Linked DNA regions of Bombyx mori: region 2 is linked to region 1. A link is a contact called in public Hi-C data. All regions are on one chromosome and are shown on one strand. The core of a region is the stretch at or near the end of the contact, and the rest is flanking DNA. Distances in the headings are between cores, read along the strand shown.

The links. A called contact is a pair of places that touch in the nucleus more often than the background predicts.
Region 2: a Hi-C map of midgut shows a contact between it and region 1, with 2.1 times the contacts expected there. The contact joins the promoter of LOC101737965 here to the enhancer-like site in region 1. A contact is called at or near these places in 5 of 7 Hi-C or Micro-C datasets (middle silk gland, midgut, posterior silk gland and 1 more).

What each region holds. Positions count from the first base shown.
Region 1 is chr11:10,287,404-10,293,983 of ASM3026992v2, reverse strand. It overlaps LOC101737965 (rab11 family-interacting protein 4), which reads left to right. Exons shown (of 13, transcript XM_012695034.4): 2 at 1,284-1,375; 3 at 2,604-2,722; 4 at 5,244-5,327; 5 at 5,620-5,664. The coding sequence starts at 1,301. Among protein-coding and RNA genes, the nearest start is that of LOC119629150, 43 kb to the right of the region's middle. Within about 2 kb of position 3,278, at least 2 of the 8 cell types and tissues checked have open chromatin away from gene starts, as enhancers often do.
Region 2 is chr11:10,331,973-10,339,139 of ASM3026992v2, reverse strand. It overlaps LOC101737965 (rab11 family-interacting protein 4), which reads left to right and starts at 5,020. Exons shown (of 13, transcript XM_012695034.4): 1 at 5,020-5,555.

The sequences.
Region 1 (6,580 bases), core at 2,029-4,528:
TATGGGCTCCAGTAACCACTTAACATCAGGTGGGCTGTGAGCTCGTCCACACATCTAAGCAATAAAAAAAAAAAAAAAAAAAAAAAATATCAATTGGCAGTTGTTAACCCGTTGAGTTTCTCGCTGGGTCTCCTCAGTGGGTCGCGATTCCGATAGTAGTCGTAGTAGTCGGTAGTAGATACATTCGTGAAGCAGCTGCCCTTGAGTCGATAAGTTTTCTTCGGGGACGCCCGAACAGCTGTTAACAAAACCCACCCTTCCTGACTGAGCCCGTGATACCTGTCCTGGTGACACTGAAAAGGCCTTCGGATAATCCTTCATTCCTTAAAAAAACCTTATGTGCCTTGGATCCCTTAGTTGCCTTTTACAACGCTCACACAGTGGTGCTATTGAAGGCACCACACAGTCGTCACTGATGGTATGAGAGTGTTGTGAGCTCGCACGGATAGCTAGCGACATCCTGTCTTATTTGTACCACTGTTGAATGAAACAGTCATTACAAAATACAACCGAACGTCTCAAGATGTGTGGCGGTATTCCGCAATATGGTGCCCAATGGTTCCGTTAACTATTTAACACCAGCTGATAAGTGAACCCGTCAGTTTAAAGCAACTATACAAACAGGATCTAGTCAGGATCTAATCAGGATCTAATCACATAATATTCCTATGACGGTGAATAAAGCCAAGCATCTGCTCGACCACGAAAACATAAAGTATTCGAAACATCGGTATTAATATAATAACAATAATTAAGCGCGTGATTATACCGTAAAAGTAATTTTAACCCTTTGACTGCTATGTAGTTCACGGGTGCCCTACGTGGGGCAGTGAAGTAATTATGTCCATTTCTGTTACTAAGGCGCATGGATTGCCTAACTATGCCATAATTTTGTTCGTTAATGTATGTTTTAGTCGTTTAGGTCTCTTAGAAATAGATTCATTCTCATTATCTTCGGATTCGTCTTTCTCAGAATCTATTAGATATGCCGGCGCCTTAGTAACAGAAATTAACATAATTACTTCAGACGTAGGGCATCGGTGACCTATATGGCGGTTAAAGGGTTAATTATGCGAAAACCAAAAACATTACTTACTCACATGATGTTATCAAGACAGATCCTCTGGACTTATCGACGACCATAAACTACGTGACGTAGGTATTTAGTGCATCATTTCAACAAAATGCTTCACATAATAGTGAATATACGTCAAACAAAAAGGATTATTTTAGTATTTGTTTAGCTTGTCCTAGAGATTAATTCGTTGCGTCTCTGTTTCCAGAGGTCAAGGTGCCGGCGATGATGGCGCCCAGCGTGTTCCAGCGAACCAAATCACCTCGGTCTTCACCGGGAAACTTGCCTAGGAAACTACAGGTAAATCGGATATTATAAATAACCATAATATACTAGATCTTAAAACACTAGAAGCATAAGTTTTGAACTTCTCAAATTAATATGTAAATAAGAAATAAATATGTTTTGATGGTCTTCTTATAAGAAGCATATAAAGCTCCGATAATTGAACTGCTTATGTAACTTATTATCCGTACATATAAATGTACCGATTCGGCCATTCTCCATCTTTTAATATAGAATTCTTCCTTCATTCAGTCTTACTCATCATAATATCTGAAAATCCATTCATGAGTTTCGTCCTCACGATAATCCAAAGAATATTCGAAAAAAAAACCGAACATCTTAAATTTTGACAGGATATCGTTTGTCGGATCAGCTATACAAGAATATTAGGCTAAAAACAAAATAATAATAAAAGTATAAATATGAAATTTTGCAAAAAAATACTTCCGAACATTTTCTTCTGCTATCGAGAAATTATCTGATATTACATCAATACCTGAACAATCTAAGAGGCACGATAACACGTTGAAACGGGGTCACAATCGCAATTCCATTGTAATCACTATGCAACTCAGCGATATCAAAATTATTACCACGCGGCAGAAACACATCGGCTGTAACTAAATGCCCTGCGCTCTCACTACGCATAAGTCTCGCGATTCTCATACTTGCGATTTTAATCAGACTTAAAAATGACAATATAACAATTTAAAATGTAGAAAACCACTGAAATTCCACTAATTTATCGTGAAAAATAAAAGTTATAGTAACGTTAAGAATATTTGTGTAAACAATACACAACGTTATCGCTTAGAACGAGCTCTTCCAGGCATTAAATATAGGAAACAAAGTAGCTAGTCTGTTCTTTCCTGTACTTGAAGGAATTGCATGTTTCGAGTATTTTTTTGTCACGAATCAATAAAACATTCAACTATCAACAATAGTATATTTGAGGCCGTCAGCGCAAAGTGGCCAAACCCACAATTCACATTCGTGCTTATGTATTGCAATTTATTTAAAACATAATAAATTTTGATGAAAAATCGGTCTATTCCTGGTTTCAATCCATAGATAACAGATGACTTGTAAACATCATTTTTGCGCGTATTTTTTTGCCTACGAAGTATTGTAAACTCATTATCTCATGCTAACTATGGTAAGTTTAGGCCTCTTTTGCGCTGACGGCCTCATTTCATGTTTGATTTTCTAATTTGATATTGAAGCGTCGTTTTTTTTCTTCCAGAACGGTACCGAGCCACCGGGACAATTGGACCCAACGGCCGACTCTAGCCCGGGAAATTCAATATCAGATGCTGAAAACTTTGAGTGCTACGGTGAAGCAGACGGAGACGTGCCTGTCACGTAAGCAAACCAAATTGTACTTTAAAATTGGCGTATAAGGTTTCACTTTCAATAAACGAGTGACGAACGAACGAAACAAATTTCGATTTGCACGAACCGTTGTAGATATAATTAAAATTTATCGCCATATTCAAATATCGACGATTAGGTAGCATCTTAGTTCGTGACCACTATCTCCCACTGAGTTTCTCGCCGGATCTTCTCAGTGGGTCGCGTTTCTGATCCGGCGGTAGATTCTGCGAAGCACTACTCTTTCTAGGGTCAGTGTTAGCAACACTGCGGTTTGAGCCCCGTGAGCTCACCTACACACGTTAGGGTGAAGCTGAAATAGCCTCTCAAGGCTATCAGCATAGGTAGGAACAAAAAAAAACCACTATTTATGTAAAATATTCGAATTTTTACCACTTCTGAAACTATGTAATGTAGTTGTTTGTATTTTCGAAATTAAAGGAAGCAAACTGAATAATTTATTCTCATATTTTAGATGAATTTGTCATTTTTATAAAGGCAAATGCACATCAAAGCTTTACTGTAGCCACCTAGTGTTTGATTTATAATTCGGTTGAAGAAATTGCAACCAGGAGACGATAGATGGCGCTGAAATAAAAATATAGGCACAAATATGATTCAAAGAATTCTCGTTAAATACCGGATTCTAAACTGAAAATTCCAATAAAAGCATATTAAATTTCATTACGGAAATTCTGAATAGCCTTGAAACGCTATAAATTTACATAATATCAACATAATAGAGTAAACATTATTTACATCGTTCGTAAATACCAACAATAATTTTAAATTTAAACCAGAACATCAATCAACTGAAAGTAGTTAAAAAAAATTAATTACACCATAAAATGCCTTTTTTTAATTAAAAGTACACACATACATACATTTAATGGCCCACCGAATCGTAAAAGACTTCCTAAGCTAATTCTGTTTTATGTTGGTACCCCATTACAATAATGTTCGACAGATACTATTAGAAGAATATCATGGATGGGGAGATCTTCGATATTTTTATTATTCTTAATTAGCGTTAGGATATATTGTGAGCCGTACGAATTGATATCACCGCTCTGCCTATTTCAACGGCGATGGATTCGCAAGTTCCGATCTAAAAGAACACCTGTGTGCTTAGTGCGAGTTTTTTAACGTTCTCGATAACGTAAAAGTTAGCTCTTATTTGTATGGAATGGGATCGTTTGCGTATGTTTGCCGCTGGGGCACTGTTCCAATTGCATACAAAATTAGCTTAACTTTTACGCTATCGAGTACGTTAAGAAACTCGCACTAAGCACACTGTTCAACAATAAAGTAGTGAGTTCTCTTGTAATTGGTGAAATAAATGGGCCCTAAAACTGTTTGATCATCAAATAAATCTATCTTTGTATCCCTTTGTTACATGTATTTAAATTTAATGAAATATTTATTTAAATTCTTGCAGCCCAATGATATTCTCGCCGAATCTTCTCAGTGTGTCGCTAGTCCAATCCCATGGTTAGATTATACGAAGCATTGCTCTTGTTATGGCTAATGTTAGCAAATTCTCTCAGGTTGAGCTCTTTAGCTCACATACCCGTCCGGACGTAGCTGAAATAGCACCCCTTGGCTACCACTGCTATCAGGGAATAGGTAGGAGGAAAAAATGAATTGAATTCATGTAACATGTAACATTTTTCTCGGGAACACATTCGTCTGGTCTCTCTTATATTATTTATTACCTTACAGTTCTGAAATATTACAGACAGGTAAATTTATATCTAACTATCACGACAATGCGTATAATCCTCGACAAATAATATTAAACTGAAGCGCTAATGTGATTTGCAACACGTGAAATTAGCACATGCAAATACTCGTGACCGCGCGATTTTGTCAATAAAATAAGTCGAATAATCGAAAAGGTTTCCTCGGATTATTGTTTAAGAAGCCAGTTACTTATTAAATAAGGAAGAACAGTTTTTTTTTTTACATAAATGCTGCTCAAGAATTTCAGAAAAGTAGACGTTTGCAAGTTACAATTGATGTCATTCAAATAACATGGATTAAACTAAATCGAGGGGGAAAGGCTTCTTTCAAGCGACATTTCGCTTAATACACAACATTTATCTTGTGAGTCCGCACGGGTAGGTACCACCGCCCTGCCTATTTCTGCCGTGAAGCAGTAATGCGTTTCCGTTTGAAGAATGAGACAGCCGTTATAACTATACTGAGACCTTAGAACTTATATCTCAAGGTGGGTGGCGGAATTTGTATTTGTAGATATCTATGGGCTCCAGTAACCACTTAACACAAGATGGGCTGTGAGCGTCCACCCATTTAAGCAATAACAAAAAACTTCTACACGTCGGATCGACTTAAACAATTCGCACGCGCTACAAGAACCGATAACAATACAATAATTTACTACTACTACATTAATTATCATTACGTTAAAAATAATATTTTAATATATTCAGGTTCAATTTATTATTAAGGCGCTTTTTTTTGTTTCCAAACCATACTTATCCATTCACAGGTTAGAGAATGGAACGAGGAGTCCTGGTAATCCTCTTAACAGACATTCGTGGACAAGAACCAGCCTTAGGAGAACTCCACCAAGGTAAATTAATTATTACTTGATTCACTTTAATTCGTATTTGTATTTTCATTACAATCTTAAATCAGAGTCTAGTATAATCAGAGTGAAAATTAAGACTGCTCTAATCTTAGTAAAGTAGATGCTTAACAGTTTTTTTTTAGCAGAACAGGTTTTTTTTGTCACTTGCGTGTTTTAAGCAAAATCAAAGTTATTTTACACATTAAATACACTGGTACTATTCTTTTCTGTTCTGTGCTTATTTTTCTTTTATATGTTGTGTTTGCTTTATTTGTTTGTGTTATTTCTTCCGTAGCCACCAAGAGAATCTTCCGCATCGTAGATGGGGTTCGATGAGACAGTAAGTTCTAATTTTTTTTCTCTCTAAAACAACTAAACAAAGCCAGTCGATCTATCATCTAAGTCTGTCTTCGTCATCTAATATCTTTCATGTTACTTCGAAATAAAACAAATTGAATTTTCGATTTTAGCTTTTTAGTAACTCCAGATGAATATGAATATTTAAATAAAACCAATTCATTTGTTTAACGAATAAAAGAAAAACGTGTTCACGGCCACTTGTCCTTTGTCTATGAAGATACTTGTTTCAATTCTCAGTCACAAATAGGACAAAACGAACTGTCAACTAGTGTCTCAGCCGAAACAATACCCTTGCAGCTATTTCAGAACCTGCTAATCGATTTTAGACTTTATTGCTTTCGCTTTAACTATTAAATACAATTACGTCATTCGTTCGTATGGATAGTCTGCTAAAAACAATACTGTTACCATTTTGAGACACTAGCGCGGATCGAGTCGCGATCGTGTGTGTTTTTGAAGGTGAACTGCCTAAAATAATAATTGATACGTCAGCTTGCTATAACTAATTTAAAGTTCCCACACTAAACATGTAGAATTGCTTCCTTAATGTTTGAAACGAGTGAGACTTTAAATTGAAAAAGAAATGAATCAGGATTATTATTTCTTTTGATTTTCACGTGTCGTAGTATATTATTAAAACTAAATTTACGGTTTGATTTCGCGTTTATTATTTTCATTTCATTATTTTCGACGTTCCGAATTTGTTACAATTACGTGATCACCACAGACGATTGAGCAAAAATAGTTTTAATCGTAATCAAGATAGGGTGTTTTTTTCGGGTCACGTATAGTAGTTCGAATTCGTCGTGGCCTAAAGGATAAGACGTCCGGTGCATTCGTGTTGAAGCGATGCACCGGTGTTCGAATCCCGCAGGCGGGTACCAATTTTTGTAATG
Region 2 (7,167 bases), core at 3,771-6,270, 43 kb before region 1:
AAATATTATATTTGAATTTGGAATCTGTCATTTTTATATGATTGCTCATTGATTTTCTCATTTTGGCGCCAATACATTGTACAAAATATTTTGCGATATTAAAATGGAGTGGGGTGATAAAGAGAACCGAATCGCTGTGATTCCATTACACAAAGTAGCTATGGAGCCAAATGCAATTTTTAAAACTCTCCATACGCTTGGTATTAGTAAAATGTTTGTGTACCGGGCTATTAATAGGTGCAATGAGACCTCCTCTCTTTATGACATAAAAAGATCTGGCTGTCCACGTAGTGTTCGTACGAAAAAGGTGGTCAAAGCAGTAAGGGAAAGAATTCGAAGAAATCCTGTCCGAAAGCAAAAGATTTTATTTCGGGAGATGAAGATAGCACCTAGAACCATGTCGCGTATTTTAAAAGATGACTTAGGACTTGCAGCCTATAAGAGACGTACTGGTCATTTCTTAACTGATAATTTTAAAGAGAGTAGGGTGGTAAAATCGAAACAACTACTGAAGCGGTACGCAAAGGGAGGTCATAGAAAAATTTTGTTTACGGATGAGAAATTTTTTACAATTGAGCAACATTTTAACAAACAAAATGACCGTATTTATGCTCAAAGCTCTAAGGAAACTTCCCAATTAGTCGACAGAGTGCAACGTGGGCACTATCCGACTTCAGTGATGGTTTGGTGGGGTATTAGCTATGAAGGAGTGACTGAGCCATACTTTTGTGAAAAAGGTATCAAAACTATACTGAGATTTTAGAACTTATATCTCAGGGTGGGTGGCGCATTTACGTTGTAGATGTCTATGGGCTCCAGTAACCACTTAACACCAGGTGGGCTGTGAGCTCGTCCATCGATCTAAGCAATAAAAAAAAACATCGGCACAAGTGTATCAAGATACCATTCTTGAGAAGGTAGTGAAGCCTCTTAACAACACCATGTTCAATAATCAAGAATGGTCCTTCCAGCAAGACTCGGCGCCAGGTCATAAAGCTTGGTCTACACAGTCTTGCTTGGAAACGAACGTTTCGAACTGCATCAGAGCTGAAGACTGGCCGTCGTCTAGTCCCGATCTTAATCCGCTGGATTATGATTTATGGTCAGTTTTAGAGAGTACGGCTTGCTCTAAACGCCATGATAATTTGGAGTCCCCGAAACAATCCGTACGATTGGCAGTGAAAATTTTTCCCATGGAAATAGTGCGTGCTTCTATTGATAACTGGCCTCAACGTTTATAGGACTGTTTCGCAGCCAATGGAGACCACTTCGAATAAACTTTTTATACTTTAAATTGTTTTATATTTATGTATTAAACTAACACACTGTAAAAGTAATAAATGTTATTTACGATTATTATTTTTTTATTTTTAATTGTAACAGTATTTATGGCCAGACTAAGTATATTGGTCAAGTTGGCGGGATTGGATTTACCCTGCCTAATTCTGGATGAAGTGTCTAGATGTATTGTGTGTAAGTGTTGAATCGGTTAAAGTTGTCGTGGACTAAAGGGCAAGACGCCTGGTGCATTCGTATGGAGCGATGCAACAATGCCGGTGTTCGAATCCGCAGGCAAGTACCATTTTTTTCTAATGAAATACGTTCTTAACAATTGTTCACGAATGATCTCGACAATGAAAGAATAACATCATATAATATAAATCAAACCCGCAAAAAATATAATTTGCGTAATTAATGGTAGTAAGACGTGCTGTGAGCTCGCACGAGAAGGTACCAGCACCCTGTATATTTCGGCCGTGAAGGAGTAATACCTTTTAACTTGAAGGTGGGACAGTCGTTCTACTGTAAAACTGAGACTTTGAACCCATGTCTCAAGATAAGTGGCTGCATTTGCGTTATTGATGTCTATGGGCTCCGGTAATCACTTAATACGAAGTGGGCCTTGAGCTCGTCCACCCATCTAAGCAATAAATAATAAAAAACAGCTCCTATTTGAAAACATGCTTTCTTAAAAAGGGCTGAGGAGTAATAGGGACCTACAAAGATCAAAAGATATTCGGTGTTGTCATGATAGTAGTAATACGAAGACCACTTAACTGTATCTAGGTTAATGCCCGTTTACTTCCTCTTGTAATGAAAATAAATAGTTATTTGTGTGTTTGTGTGTTATTTGTTAACGTTAAAAAACTCGCACTAAGCACACTGAATCAGCCTTCTACTATCGACCTCTGTATTACAATTTACGATTGAGAAATGAACGTACTGAATGCATCGCTTCTACCTAATGTCTGTTAGTCGTAACATTTTAATAAACACATAAATGGAGTAAGAGTTTATGGTAAGGTAAGGTAATAAGCATTGAAACCGTGCTGTCACAATTTTTAGGTCTTTTTTGTTCAAATATAATTTCCACAAAATAGAAAAAAAAAAGTGAGCATAAGCATTTAAGAGTTAGCGTTAGGCAGATAATTTCGAAGAGTAGACTGCATGCTCATGGTGTTGATATCTGTGGACGACGGTATCATTTTCAACCAGTGTGCTTAGTGCGAGTTTTTTAACGTTCTCGATAACGTAAAAGTTAGTTCACATTTGTATGGAATGGGATCGTTTGCGTACGTTTGCCGCTAGGGGCGCTGTTCCAACTGCATACAAAATTGGCTTAACTTTTACGTTATCGAGAACGTTAAAAAACTCGCACTAAGCACACTGATGACAAAAGAACATTTTCATTCGTTACTAAAAGTATCATACCCCTGAAATGAAGCGAAAACTAAGAAGCATAAAAGAAATAATTATAAAGCTGTCAGGCGTTACACACTTAATATGCATTTTAATATTTTTTATAATTTTCGCTATTTTTTTATGGTCCATCTAAGAATACGAGCATAGGATCCACTTGATGATGAGTAGCTACGTCATAGACGTCAGCAATGCAGAACCAAGCCGCTGCTAACCGTAATTAAAATTTAGTACTTTTATGATGTATTTCCTAAATTTCGATTGCATTTTTCGCCCCGTCCCGAACTAAGATATTCGTGTTCGTAATATTATGCGCAGCTCTCAAATGTCGACATAATGTATTGCATATAATAAAATATAAATAAACACAAGCAGCATTAATATGTAAAAGTAGTCTTCATTTTTTTTATGCGTTTTTATTAACAATGAAGTGTAGTCCACTTAATGGTGGAGATGGTTGGAAAGGAAGGATTAGTGGTGGCACGAAGGCTTTTCTAGTTTATCCTGGACAAGTGAGTGAGCACGGGCTCAGACAGGAAGAGCGGAATTTGCTCACAGTTAGCCGAACGTCTCCGAAGGTGACCTAACACCTCAAGAGAAGAGAAATGCCTCGAGAATCTCAGCGAACTGGTATTATGGGTTATTTTTCACATCTAACTCTTCGACGGGCTTGAGGAGTATGGTCTCTATGCCTGCTCCTAATGTTGGAGCTGCAGGCATCTAGCAAATGTCTTAGTAGATCGGGTGAGTCTAGGTTGTGTCTAGGGCGTCGACGATAATTGGCTCCTACTCCTGAGTGAACCGGTTTCTGGGAGTATCCAGCGAGGACGACTATGAGGCAGTTATTGTTATGCATCGCTTTATCGGAGTACCGTTCTGATGCTGACTTCAAGTTTCCGATGGATTCGAGGTGTAAAACGTCGTGAAGATACAACGTACCTCACAAACCATGGCGCTCCGACGGTATATCCTGCAAAAACGTAATTGAAGGAAGCTAAACGGCTATCGGGGCCGAGAGACGAGAGGCGTTTGCCGCTAGAAGCGCTGTTCTAACTGCATACAAATTTGAGTTAACTTTTACGCGATCGAGAAGGTTAAAAAACGCGCACTAAGCACACAGAACTTACCGAACAGACAGTACGCGAAAGCATTTAAATATTTTTACAAACATTATGTATAGGTAGGTTATTATATCAGAAGATAGAAGAAAACTAAAATTATAAGATTTTTATTACAACTTAATAATATTGATTTTTAAATTCAGAAGAGTCACTATTTAATTTAATATTAATCAACGCTAATTGAAAAGATGGCTGAAGATGAATAAAAACCTTTTTTTCTTTATTGTTGAAAAAAAATGGCGCGCGGTCCACGTTTAATATTTGAAATCCTTAATTTTCTTTCCGAATTTTATCCTTTTAAATCATAATACCCATTGAAATTAATTTAAATGGTACATTAGTTAATAAGATCTCTGTCTAAAAATAATTTAACAAAGTCATCGTCAGAATGTTCAACTATGTACAAGCCACATAGTGACAGAATGCTTTAAATTCTTTCTCCTAATATAACCTCCCTAATCTACAACAAACAGTCCTTTTCAAACATGGGGAAAACAACCTGTTGCAACACTTGCAGCGTAATCCCTACCGTAAACAACTTTTTAAGTCTTATTCAAATTAAAAAAACAGCTGCAGCAAATGTACAGTGGTAAAAAATTTGAACTAAGTAAAAATGCTTTTTGATAAATTTATCAATAATCGAAAGTGATCACAGAACAATATTATTATGGTTTCGAAAACAGGTTTTTAAATATGGTAAAGGTAATATGCGTGCGTTGAGGGGCGCGGGGGGAGCCCGTGCCAGGTAATAGGAGGTACGGCACATTGCGACGAATTGGCTGCGGAGTGGACATTAATACAATTTTATTTTACTACACGACAGATTACGAAACAAATTCTAACTATTTTTTTATTTTATTTAAGATATATAAAGTATGTGTAACTGTTTGTTTGTTTGTAAATGGAATAAAAACTGGACGGTATAGAAAAGTAGCATTTCATAAATAAAGTTAATCATTATTTAAAGAACAATATATATCCACAGCCTGTTTTCACCATCCTATTTATTTTTGCCACTAAAGAAATATAAGTTTCTTCTTAGAAGATAGAGTAGCTATTATTCCACTGTTTAATGCTAATGGGATTTCAGTCAAATGCTTCAAGGTATGCAGTACTGAATAGTCTCTTGGATTTACAGTTACCGTTTTGATCGTTATGTTAGCTCCAGCTACGTCGGTAAAAATTAAGTATATCCAATAAAAATTAGAATAATTTAATTTAAGGAAAGCCGTTTAACTTTAATAATAACATTAATATTAATAGATTCGTCTCCCTATTAACTGCCTAAACAACTGCTTTAAATAACTTTCATGCAAATGATTATCTCAAGATAATTTCATGATTAAGTTACGATATTAAAATATTTTAGTGTGAAAGTGGAGTGTTAGGCGTTGTTCGAGGTAGCGGTCGTCCCTCCACGTCACAGTGTATCTCTCTCACACCGCATCTCGTTGTCTCTCTCCCGCGTCGCATTCAGTCTCCGCGGAACACTGTCCTTAAGCACAAGTGTACCGATTCGCTGTGCCATACTTCGTAAATAGAACCTGTTTGGTGAAATCTGAAACGAAATTCAATACATGTTAATATATTAAAAAACAATTACATATGTAATTTGTGTGCTGTGTGATTTGTTAAGTGTTTCTTCTGTATTGTGTGTTTGCAGTCCTTGAGTTGGAGGCTTTATAGGTGACAGTCGTACAGTCTCTTCTTTTTCTACGATTGTTTGTGGTCAAGGTATGTAACTTTTATAAGCGCATAAAAAAGAAACATCAAAAACGCGTTAGCTCGAGCTCTACGTAGAGTTCATTTCAGTGTTTATTTGTTAGATCTTGTCTATCCGAACAGAATTTAATCTCTAAGAAAATAATCTTATAAGCTATAATCGCTCTATTGTAGTGCAACTCTGTGACTCTACCAAGAGTTGTTATTGATTGTGGACTACAAGTTTTACTGTCTTTTATGTTACAAGAACAAAGCGTCAACGTCTCTTTCATTATAGTTTTACGATTTTAACCAATTGTTGTTTCGTGTTCTTAGAAGTAAGTGTTTGTTGACCTACCTACCTACGGACCTACCTACACACGCGCATTCGACTAATAAACTTTTGTGATAATCTTTAAAAAAATCCACATTAATGATGAATGAATTTCTTGACAATTGTTTAACCGTTGTTTCGATTCGTCCGTTTTAATTTAACCATTAAAAAATGTCTATCAATTTTGGTACTGTTGTGTAAAACTTAAAATTAAATTCAGAAACAGAATTTTGAACTATTCGTGTAAAACAAAAAGGTGCCGTCAGTGCAATCGTGGTGTACGTGTTATAAAACGTGTTTAGAAACGGCGCCAAACGAAGCGCTTAGAAAAATGTTAATGCATTGCAATCGATTTATCTGCAACATAGCATTATTTAGCTTTGCCACCTTTGCATGTTCGTTCCCTTTATTTTCTTATTCTGTGTTCTATTTTATGCATTTATTTTCATAATATTTGATTAATTTCATATAGATGAAGACGAGTTGCACCTAGTGTTAATTCGTTAACGGAACTCAGAAGAATCACAAAGACATAAGATTGAAGTTTCGGATGTGTGAGGTTTGTTCACACTACTGAAATGCAGGATTGTGTTGCGACAGATGTAAGCGGGAAAATTGAACATATCAGAAAAAAAAAATGTATATTCCTTCGCATATCACACAAACATATGTAGTAATGTAATATATGTAATAGAAATTCCGAAGGAAATGGAAGCTGGTGGTACAATGAGCGAAGGGCCTTCAGGAACACGACCTTCAGCAATGAAGTATGCGAAGTATAAAGTATATGAATCTAAGAAGAAGATATATAATAGATGGACAAAACATTTTGTATTTAGAAAGTAGTGTTTAGACCTAAAAATTGGTACTTGTGTACGGAATAGTAATTCCCATAAATGAAAACTTCGTGTTAAATAGAATATTAATAATGAAAAAATAGATCGCGGCTGAAAACCGGACGCACACTTTATTGCTACAAAAATTGCAGTAAGAAAATATTTGGGATGAGTCGTCGTTGATTATATTATTATCTAGTTTCTTGATACTAGTTCGTGAAGTTATAATCGGGTGTAGTATAAACGTTAGGAGAAAGAACGAATTTTTTTTTGTAGAGTTGTGTAATTTATCTAAATAACCTTTATTACGAGTACAGAATATAGTGAGTGGAACCGTCGCTCATAGACTTAGGGCCACCAGTCAAGTTGGCGCCTTCTTATGCCTATTAACACTAGTAATACCAAAACTTACCGGTACCTATTTCTACCATAGCGGGTACCTATACGACGAGTATTACTCAATAAACAAAATAAA